2 separate regions of the Oryctolagus cuniculus genome follow, and region 1 is linked to region 2. Evidence: chromatin contacts called from public Micro-C data. All regions are on one chromosome and are shown on one strand. The core of a region is the stretch at or near the end of the contact, and the rest is flanking DNA. Distances in the headings are between cores, read along the strand shown.

Region 1 (4,155 bases), core at 1,544-4,043, 120 kb after region 2:
TCTCTGTCTCTCTCTCTGTCCACTCTGCCTGTCAAAAAAAAAAAAAAAAAAAAAAAAAAGAACTGCTCTCGTCACTCCCCGCTCTGCCAGGCCAGAGATGGAGCTGGAAGAATCTGGAACCTTCCTAGTACAGTCCTTTGCCCTAGGGGGGCCTGAAGGGGCCAGTCCAAGCATCTCCCTACCTGCCTGTCCCCCAGTGTCACCAGGTACATTCACACTGCTCATCTGACCTCAGGGTCACTGCAGATGGAACCACTCTCATTTCCTGCTCCACCCACAGCCGACCCGCCTCCTTGGCCCACTCACAAGTCGCCCGGCTTTTTCTCACACCGTGCTGCCACAACATGCCCATCTGTTCCTTTCCCCCGCTTCTCCGTGGGGTGAATCTCTGCGCTCCTCTCCAAGGACACACCACCTGCCCTGAGAAGCCTCCCGGCCGCAGGGAGGAGGGAAGCAGCTCCCACTGAGACTGCGATGCCTTACGTACCTTGCACACCTGTCAGACTGCAATAGTGAGAGTCCCAGGTCTGAAAGGCAACAGGTGCTCACGGGATGTTTACTCTTCCCCTGGGCTGTGCTGTAAGCGTCCCCAGCAAGTCTGTGGGCCGCCCTTTGAGCCCCAGCACTCACCTCCCCACCCCCACCATCCCTCCCTTGTAAGATGGGCAGGTGGGTCTGGGGGCGGAGTCCAGCCTTCTGGTCCCTACTGTAGAGTTGAGAGAGCCTGCACCAGAAATCTAGTCCATTCGCGCGGGCACTCACCTGCGCTGCGCCTCCCTGCTGGGGAGGGCAGAGCTGGCACACAGCAGGCCACTCATTGGCACCCACAGCTGCCACTCGGGCAGGCCCTGCGAATCTGAGGAGGTCTAGGTATGCCGCGCTCACAGGGGCACTGCCCAAAAGCGCGGGAAACTGGAAGGCGGGCAGAAAGGACCCACGTTCTGGGGAATCAGGTTGCGTCTAGACCAGGTAAAGTGAACCCAGGGCCTCCAACCGCAGCCTTCAAACTCGATTTCTTCTTGCTACTCCTCCCTTGGCAAGTCGCTGGGTTTCCCAAGGTGTAAGATGGCACCACCTCTGAGGGAGGTGGGAATGAAAGGGGCTAATAAGGCCAAGACTCCCAGAGCGGGCTACCAGGTCTCTCCCTAGATTGGGGGAAGGGGTGGAAGGTACACAGAGGATCTGGACCTCCGGGGTGGGGTGGGGGGGTCTCTGGGGCAACAAGCTGACAGCGCCTGCCCATGGCCACAAACCCCAGCCCCACTCACTACCTATCACCTGCTGTCTTCACTTGTAAAATGGACCCCTGACCCAACCTGTTAACAGGCATGCTACGGGGACAATGAGGGGACTTCAAAAAGTTCGTGGAAAATGGAATTTTAGAAACAAGCTTGAGTGTACACATTTTTGAAATCCATGCAGTTTTTTTTAAATAATATACATGTTTCATGATTTAAAAAAATATTTATTTACTTGAAAGAGCTACAGAGAGAGCAAGCGAGGTCTTCCATCTGCTGGTTCATTCCCCAGATTGGCTGTAACAGCGGGGGCTGGGCCAAGCTGAGGCCGGGAGCCAGGATCTTCTTCTGGGTGTTCCACGCGGGTGGCAAGGGTCCAAGGACTTGGGCCATCTTCCACTCCTTCCCCAGGCCATAGCAGAGAGCTGGATGGGAAATGGAGCGGCCTGGACTTGAACCGGTGCCCATCCAGGATGCCAGAAATGCAGGCAGCTGCTTTAAACCGCTGGGCCACAATGCTTCAGGCCACGTCCCTTGTCTCCCAGAGTCCGCATTAGCCAAGAATCAGGCACCGAACCCCGAACCCGGGCACACGGGTGTGTGACTTGGGCCCTTAACCACTAGGCTAAACGTCCACCCTTTCACAAGCTTTTTTGAATATCTCTCATGTGCATGGCTTTCAGGTTTTTTTTTTTTTTTTTTTTTTTTTTTTGCACCAAAATAAACTTCTGCTTCCGTCTTCCACAAACATGTTGAAGTGTCCTCACACAAATCACAGGAACTGACATTGCATTTGACAGATGCCACGCCAGAGCGCATTCTCCCAGCCCCGTGCCCTCTGGTCCCCATAGAGATCCCCCCGGGTGGGGGTGGGGGGGTTCCAGGGCGTCCTGCTCGGGGTGGACCGGGTGGGCTCTTGTCCCCTAGCTCACTCTTCATTTAGTCTCGGGCACATCGGTTCCCTCTGGGCCTGCGTGTGGGCTCCAGCGCTTCCAAGGGGCAGACCCGGAAGGGCTTGGGAAGGGGCGCGCGCAGGACAAGGTGTGTGGTGGACCCGGGAGGAAAGGCGTGCTGTGTGCTGGCCGCTCGGTCCCCGCTCCGAGGTGGCCCAGGCCGGGTGTCCCGAGAAAGCGGCCTGGGGGCGGCGACCGACTTGGAGCCCTGACGCTGGGAGGAGGTGGAGCAAAGGGAGGGGACGTGGTCTTCCGAACAAAGAGGAGGCGGGGAGGGGCTGTCCCAAGGCTCAGGGACTCGCGCGGTCCCGGGCCACTTACCTCGGCTCGGGGGGACCCTCCTGGACTTGGGCACGGAGCCCGCGTGCCCCTGCCGGCGTCCTCCCGACCCTCGGAAGACCGCGGCGGCAGCCCCCAGACTTCAATCCCCAACCTCGCGGGACCCTCGAGGGGCGGGGGCCGCCTCCGGGGGGGGCGTGACCACTAAATTGAATTCCCCCAATGGGGCGGGAGAGTGGGCGGGACCCCAGCGCGGGTTGGCTGCTTTGCCGGCGCGGGGCGGGGCCCGCGGGGCTGCTGGCGCGGCTGGACGGGCAGCTCTCGCAGAGTCCAGGGGACGGTTGCTGAGCGGGCCTGGGCTCCCAGGTCGCGGCGCCTCCCGCCTGACCGTCTCTAATCTGCAACTGTCGCGCCCGGAGCGAACTGACCCGAGCCCGCGCCGGACGGGCGGGCTGGACTGAGAGGTGAGTGTGCGGACCTCGGGACGGCGCCAGGACCCCCGACGGGTCCAGAGGGTGGAACCCGGATATCTCTTACCCGGGTTCTGGAACTCTGAGAACTGAGAGCTGCTTCCCTCCTCGGGGAGGAGGAGCCGTGGGGATACTTAAGGTTCTGAGGCCTTGGAGAGGGATGCCCACCGGCCTCCAACAGGGGGCTTCCCCACCTCCGGGGCACTATTCTGTGGGTACAGACTTCGAGAGGGAAGCCCCCAGAGACCCCCGAGGCTAGACTCTGTGACAGGGGGCTATGGGACTGGACTGGAGGGGGGTGCCGGAGAATTTCTGAGGACGAAGAGACTTCTCACAGCCTCCTGGGTGTCCGAGCCTGGGCACGAGGGACCCCCACCCTTCAGAAGAAGCCTAGGTGGGAACACAGTGTTCAGAGAACCAGGGCTGGTGCCCACTGAGCGACACTTCCTGGGGAAGACGGTTACTCCAGATAGGTAGGTAAGGGACAAGGACCCTAACACACAGGGAGGCCGGCAGTGGGGTGGGGGACACAGGTCTGAACCCACCAGGAAGCAAGCAGTGACTTGAACAGACAAGGTCAGACAAACCCCAACTGTGTGGTTAGGAGCCCCCCCCCAAGATCCATTCCCTGGTTGGGGTGACTCGCCAGGTGACTCTGACGGGTAAAAGGATGCTTGAGAAATGAATCAGTGGAAGGGGGGAGCCTGGAGCCACCGCACATGAATGGAGCACCTCCGGTGTGCCCTTGGCTTCCAGAGAGATACCTGGGCTGCGGAGGAAGGGGAGCTGCACGGGGAGGCTGGGCTGGGAGTCCGGGATCCGTTTTGATGAGCAGTGCCGGGGGCAATGTGGAGTGTCCCGGGCGCCTGGGACTTCAGAAGGCTGCTTGAGAAACTGGAGGTGACTAAGACTTTTATTCAGTTCCTCCCTGCCCTCTGAGCCTTTGGGGTCCTTTCCGCGCCCGTGACAAATCCCTGGTCCTCTCCCACCCTCTCCGTTTGCATCAAGTCCAGGCGTTGGCCGGGGTCAGCGTCCAGTGGGCATTCCGGGAACGGAGGCATTGAATTGTGTGTGAACTGTTAGGAGGAGTTGGGTGCCCAGACACCTGGCTTCCTGAGGTCCGGGGAGTTGGCAGGGAGAAGGCAGGGACGGGAAGCGTGGTGGGGGGGTGTGCGTGGAGGGCTGGCTGCGTGGACTGGAAGACGCTGTCCATGT
Region 2 (4,357 bases), core at 868-3,367:
AGATAAGAGTCCAGTCTGAGGAGGCTGGCCAGACCGCAGAATACCCCTAATCCCCACAACGAAGGGGCCAGGGCTCACCAGAAATGCTATTCAGATATCTGAGCCACCAGGCCAAAGAAATCAGCTGAGCATGTGTTTAAGCTTTCACAGTTAATTACCAAAATGGTTCACAGTAAGAGTGCGGATTCACCAAGCCTGCCTTCCAGCACAGCAGTAATCGCTGGGACTGCACAGCGGCCACTCCTGAAGTGAGACCAACGACCAGGCGCCAGGTAGGAACAAGCTCACATTCAGGCTTCCCTGCCTCCAGACCTGGCTGGGCCCTGGGGGTGTCTGATCTGTGGCTTCTGATCCGGGCAGTTGCGGCAACACATTTCCTCAAAAATAACATGTGCTCACAGCACATTCCACAAAGTCACCACCAGGGGCAAAGATGTCGCTGTTCCTATAATTACTGCCAGCTATATTCACCATGCATAGTCAGGGAAGCCCAAAAAAACAAGTCTCTATGGTAACACCCCCACAGATGGAGTTTAGATCTAGAGGAGCTGCAAATCCAACTCTTGGTTCCTGCCACTTGACAGCCTCATTTTCAGAAACAAGACAGCTGCTCTCTGAAGTACTTTAAGATTTTGCTTCCTCTCACATTAACGTATCTGCCTTAACCTCTCAACCAATCCATCCAACCAGCTAATCCCAGGACATGGGGCACATGCTCCAATCCTACAACTGTGAAAGAGCCCAGCACTGCAAACAACCCATGAAAACCGTCTGGGCAGAGTCAACAAGTATGACCACAAGGACGGGACCCACTTCATCAATGCCTTCCTCTTCGTGGAAGGTACGAGACAGAAAGAGGCAGGTCATGGTGTCTTCCTTCTTGGTGAAAAGGATAAAATCCTTCCCAATGCGCATTGAGCCCCTGAAAGGGAAACAGAAATAGATTACTCTCCCAGGGATTCAAAAACTCATGTGAAAAAGGAGTAACCCCACCCCGTGCCTCTGGAGGGTTCTCCTAAAGGCCTCCCTAGGCCCCAGGCCCTGAGCTGAGCTCCACAGCTTTCGTCCTCCACCTAACACTCCTCGCTCTGCTTTCCCACTAGTCTTCTCTTAGTCTTAGTCTTCACCTATGATCTTTTCAATCATACTCACTCAACATCCAGGACCCTCACCACCCTCTGGGCACATTCACCACCAACCAGAGAACCAAGTTAGTCTCACTCCCAGCTTTCTGTTGCCTCAAAGCTCACTAATTCCACTGCTGCCCTTGGGCTCCAGGTCCATTCCAGCCCACAAGGGCTGATGAGCCCTAACTGTGCCATCAAATGGAAGCCCCATCAAGGTGAGAGACCAGGGCCTTTGCTCCCAAAGCCCTCAAAAAAAAAAAAAAAAAAAAAAAAAAAAAAAAAAAAAAAAAAAACACTGCATGAGTCCAGGGCTCAGCCAGACACGCAGGTGCTATCAAATTATAATTCTTGACCATGGTGTTCACAGAGGCTTGTAACTGGCTCCTGTCCTGTAAGTCTTCTGGTTCAAAACTGTTTTGCCTCTTCAAGCTCATTGTGACACTGGCAGGCCTCTACTTTTGGATGCAACTGGTTTCTGGGAACTGTGCCTGGAAGCTAATTTCCACAGGCCAAGAGTCTAAACGGAGTCCACTGCTTCCTTCCTCTGTTTTGTGATGTTAAACCATGCAAGGAGCAGGCTGGGACAGGCCTTTTCAGACAGCAAGGAGCAGGGCAGCAGCCCACAGCACCAAAGAAAGCTGTTCACTGAACAATGAGCTGTTCAGCGCCTTTCTCCTGAATAGCTTCTGGGGTTTATGGCTATTATCTCATTAGTCCTCATAACACCCCAGGGAGATGATGGAGGCGGGAAGCCTCATTACTCCCCTCTGTGTACAAATACAAACCAGACTGGCAGGCCGAGCACACAACTGAATGCCCTGCCCTACTTCGCCACTCAAGAAAACCCCCAAGACACCATCCAGAGATGTTCCTGGCGCTCTCAGCCCCGGTTTCTCTTTCTCCAGGACCACAGGTGCTGGCACGGCTCCTGCCCCTTGAATTTCACAGTCTTCCCTCTTCCTCAAGCTTGCATTGCAAAATGACGGCCATGATCTTGCCTTCTGTCCAAGCCTGCCCTTGCCCTAATTTGGCAAAAATTTCTATGCACCTATTGTCCCCTCTGTCTCTGATCCTGACCGTAGGCCCTGAATAGTAAGAAACTCAAAGCACCACCTCTCTGCTGGCTTCCTTGCTTCTCAGTCCTGTTCTCACCACAAATCACCTCCTCCAGAAACTCTTCAACTTGTGAACTGGCTTCAGAATGGGCACACTGTGTACTCTCAACACTAGATGGCTCCATTTCAATGGGAGCTGCACAAAAACTTTCTCCTAAAATACACTTAAAGAGAACGTTCAACTTCTGTAGCTTCCCTCGCTGGTCTTCTAATCACTTTTTTTTTTTTTTTTTTTTTTTTGACAGGCAGAGTGGACAGTGAGAGAGACAGAGAGAAAGGTCTTCCTTTGCCGTTGGTTCACCCTCCAATGGCCGCCACGGCTGGCGTGCTGCGGCTGGCGCACCGCACTGATCCAATGGCAGCAGCCAGGTGCTTCTCCTGGTCTCCCCTAGGGTGCAGGGCCCAAGGACCTGGGCCATCCTCCACTGCACTCCCTGGCCACAGCAGAGGGCTGGCCTGGAAGAGGGGCAACCGGGACAGAATCCGGCGCCCCAACCGGGACTAGAACCCGGTGTGCCGGCGCCGCAAGGTGGAAGATTAGCCTATTGAGCCGAGGCGCCGGCTCTTCTAATCACTTTCAGAGTCACATTTCTTCTGCTCCTGAACCTCACTCATTAAGGGAGAATGTCAGAGATAAGAGCTCCGTTTTCCAGATTAGGAAACACACATTCAGAGGGGATGAAACAGCTTGCCTGCAGCCACAGGACAGGACCAGGCGGGAGGAGAATGATCCAAGATCCTGATAAGCCAAGGTTACCACCACTCAAGGAGACCTCAGTTACTGGTCTTAGATCACCCGCAGCAGAATGACTTGGAGAAAGATCTCAGGTGATTCACTTTACCTATGAAAAACACGGATTCCAGGGCCCTTCCGGGGCCAACTGAATCAAGCCAGAAATCGCCACAGAAATATCAAAACAGGAAAAATAAAATTAGAAGCCAGAAACCAAGCTAGGGACTCTCAGAGCAATGATAGCATTTAATCCTTAACCTACTTGATGTACATGATAACCTTAACTTACAAAGGAGGAAACCTAAGGCCTACAGAAGGAAGTCCACGAATGAGGTGAGATTTGAACTTTAGCTTGTCCGAGAAGAAATGGACAGTGACTCCAGTTCTGCAGACAGAAAGACCTGGTTTAAATACCAGTTCTACCTTGGGGCAAATCACTCCAACCCTAAAAGCTTCCATCTCTTCATCAGAAAATGAGAATAGTGGTACCTACTCCTCACAGGGCCATAGCGAGGCTCCAGTGAAACCATCCTCATGAGGTTTTTATCAGTTTCTAGCACATGGTAAGCATTTATTAGTACCACTTGGTTCCTGTCCTGAGAGAGAAACTGCAAAGCCCAGGTACCAGGTCCCTGACTTCTCCACACTCACAGCACACTGCACGTGAGGCCCAACTAACGCGGCTGACAGATCAAACCCTCACCCTCTCTCAAACAACACAACACGTCTTCAAGGCGAGACCAGAAACATGACTCATAATTCCATTTGCACAAACTCCAATTCCACTAAATCTTATTCCACCCAAAGGTATGTACAGCTGGAAGTGAGCACTTCAGAAATAGAAACCTTTCTCCTGGGGCTTCACTCAAAACCAGAATAACACATTCCAAACACTAAACAAGTGGGAACCAAGGGCTGAGAAAGAAGCCCTAAGGGACTTGGAGACATTAGGTGGGTCCCTACTTTGCAGGACATGTGCATGGCGACAGTGCCCTAGGGAGAGATAGCCTGTGCCTCTCCTACCACTCTGGATCCCCAGTCCTGGCTACAGGTGCTCAGCTAACACTGCTGTCCTGCGAGCTGACCCCCACCCCCACTATCTCAGACACATTCCCATCCCAGGAGAGAACCACTGCTGTCCTCAACCACAGGGTCAAAGTAAGAATTCTGACGGGAGGAGAGGCACGGTTCTGGAGCCACAGCCAACAGCAACCTCGGCCTCTCCCGTCCCCACTTGTTTTGGATGTTCCTATTTTTCAATGTGTGCAGCCAACCCAGCTGGACAACAGCTGCTAAGCTACCCTCAGACCACTGCTGTTCCAGAGTTAGAGCCAGGGAGAGCAGGACAGCATCACGACACCCTGTTTTGAGCCCTGTAACAG

What was found. A called contact is a pair of places that touch in the nucleus more often than the background predicts.
Region 1: a contact with region 2 is called in a Micro-C map of ear pinna, with 8 times the contacts expected there. The contact joins the promoter of SMTN here to the enhancer-like site in region 2. A contact is called at or near these places in 2 of 6 Hi-C or Micro-C datasets (ear pinna and psoas muscle).

What each region holds. Positions count from the first base shown.
Region 1 is chr21:24,242,390-24,246,544 of mOryCun1.1, forward strand. It overlaps SMTN (smoothelin), which reads left to right and starts at 2,794. Exons shown (of 21, transcript XM_070065834.1): 1 at 2,794-2,934. LOC127484705 (a long non-coding RNA gene) reads right to left here and starts at 2,655. Exons shown (of 2, transcript XR_007911874.2): 1 at 2,513-2,655; 2 at 1,445-1,663.
Region 2 is chr21:24,127,859-24,132,215 of mOryCun1.1, forward strand. MORC2 (MORC family CW-type zinc finger 2) reads right to left here. Exons shown (of 26, transcript XM_051826524.2): 6 at 814-922. Among named protein-coding and RNA genes, the nearest start is that of TUG1, 20 kb to the right of the region's middle. Within about 2 kb of position 2,118, at least 2 of the 8 cell types and tissues checked have an H3K27ac peak or open chromatin away from gene starts, as enhancers often do. A contact at or near this core is called in ear pinna, where this site is marked.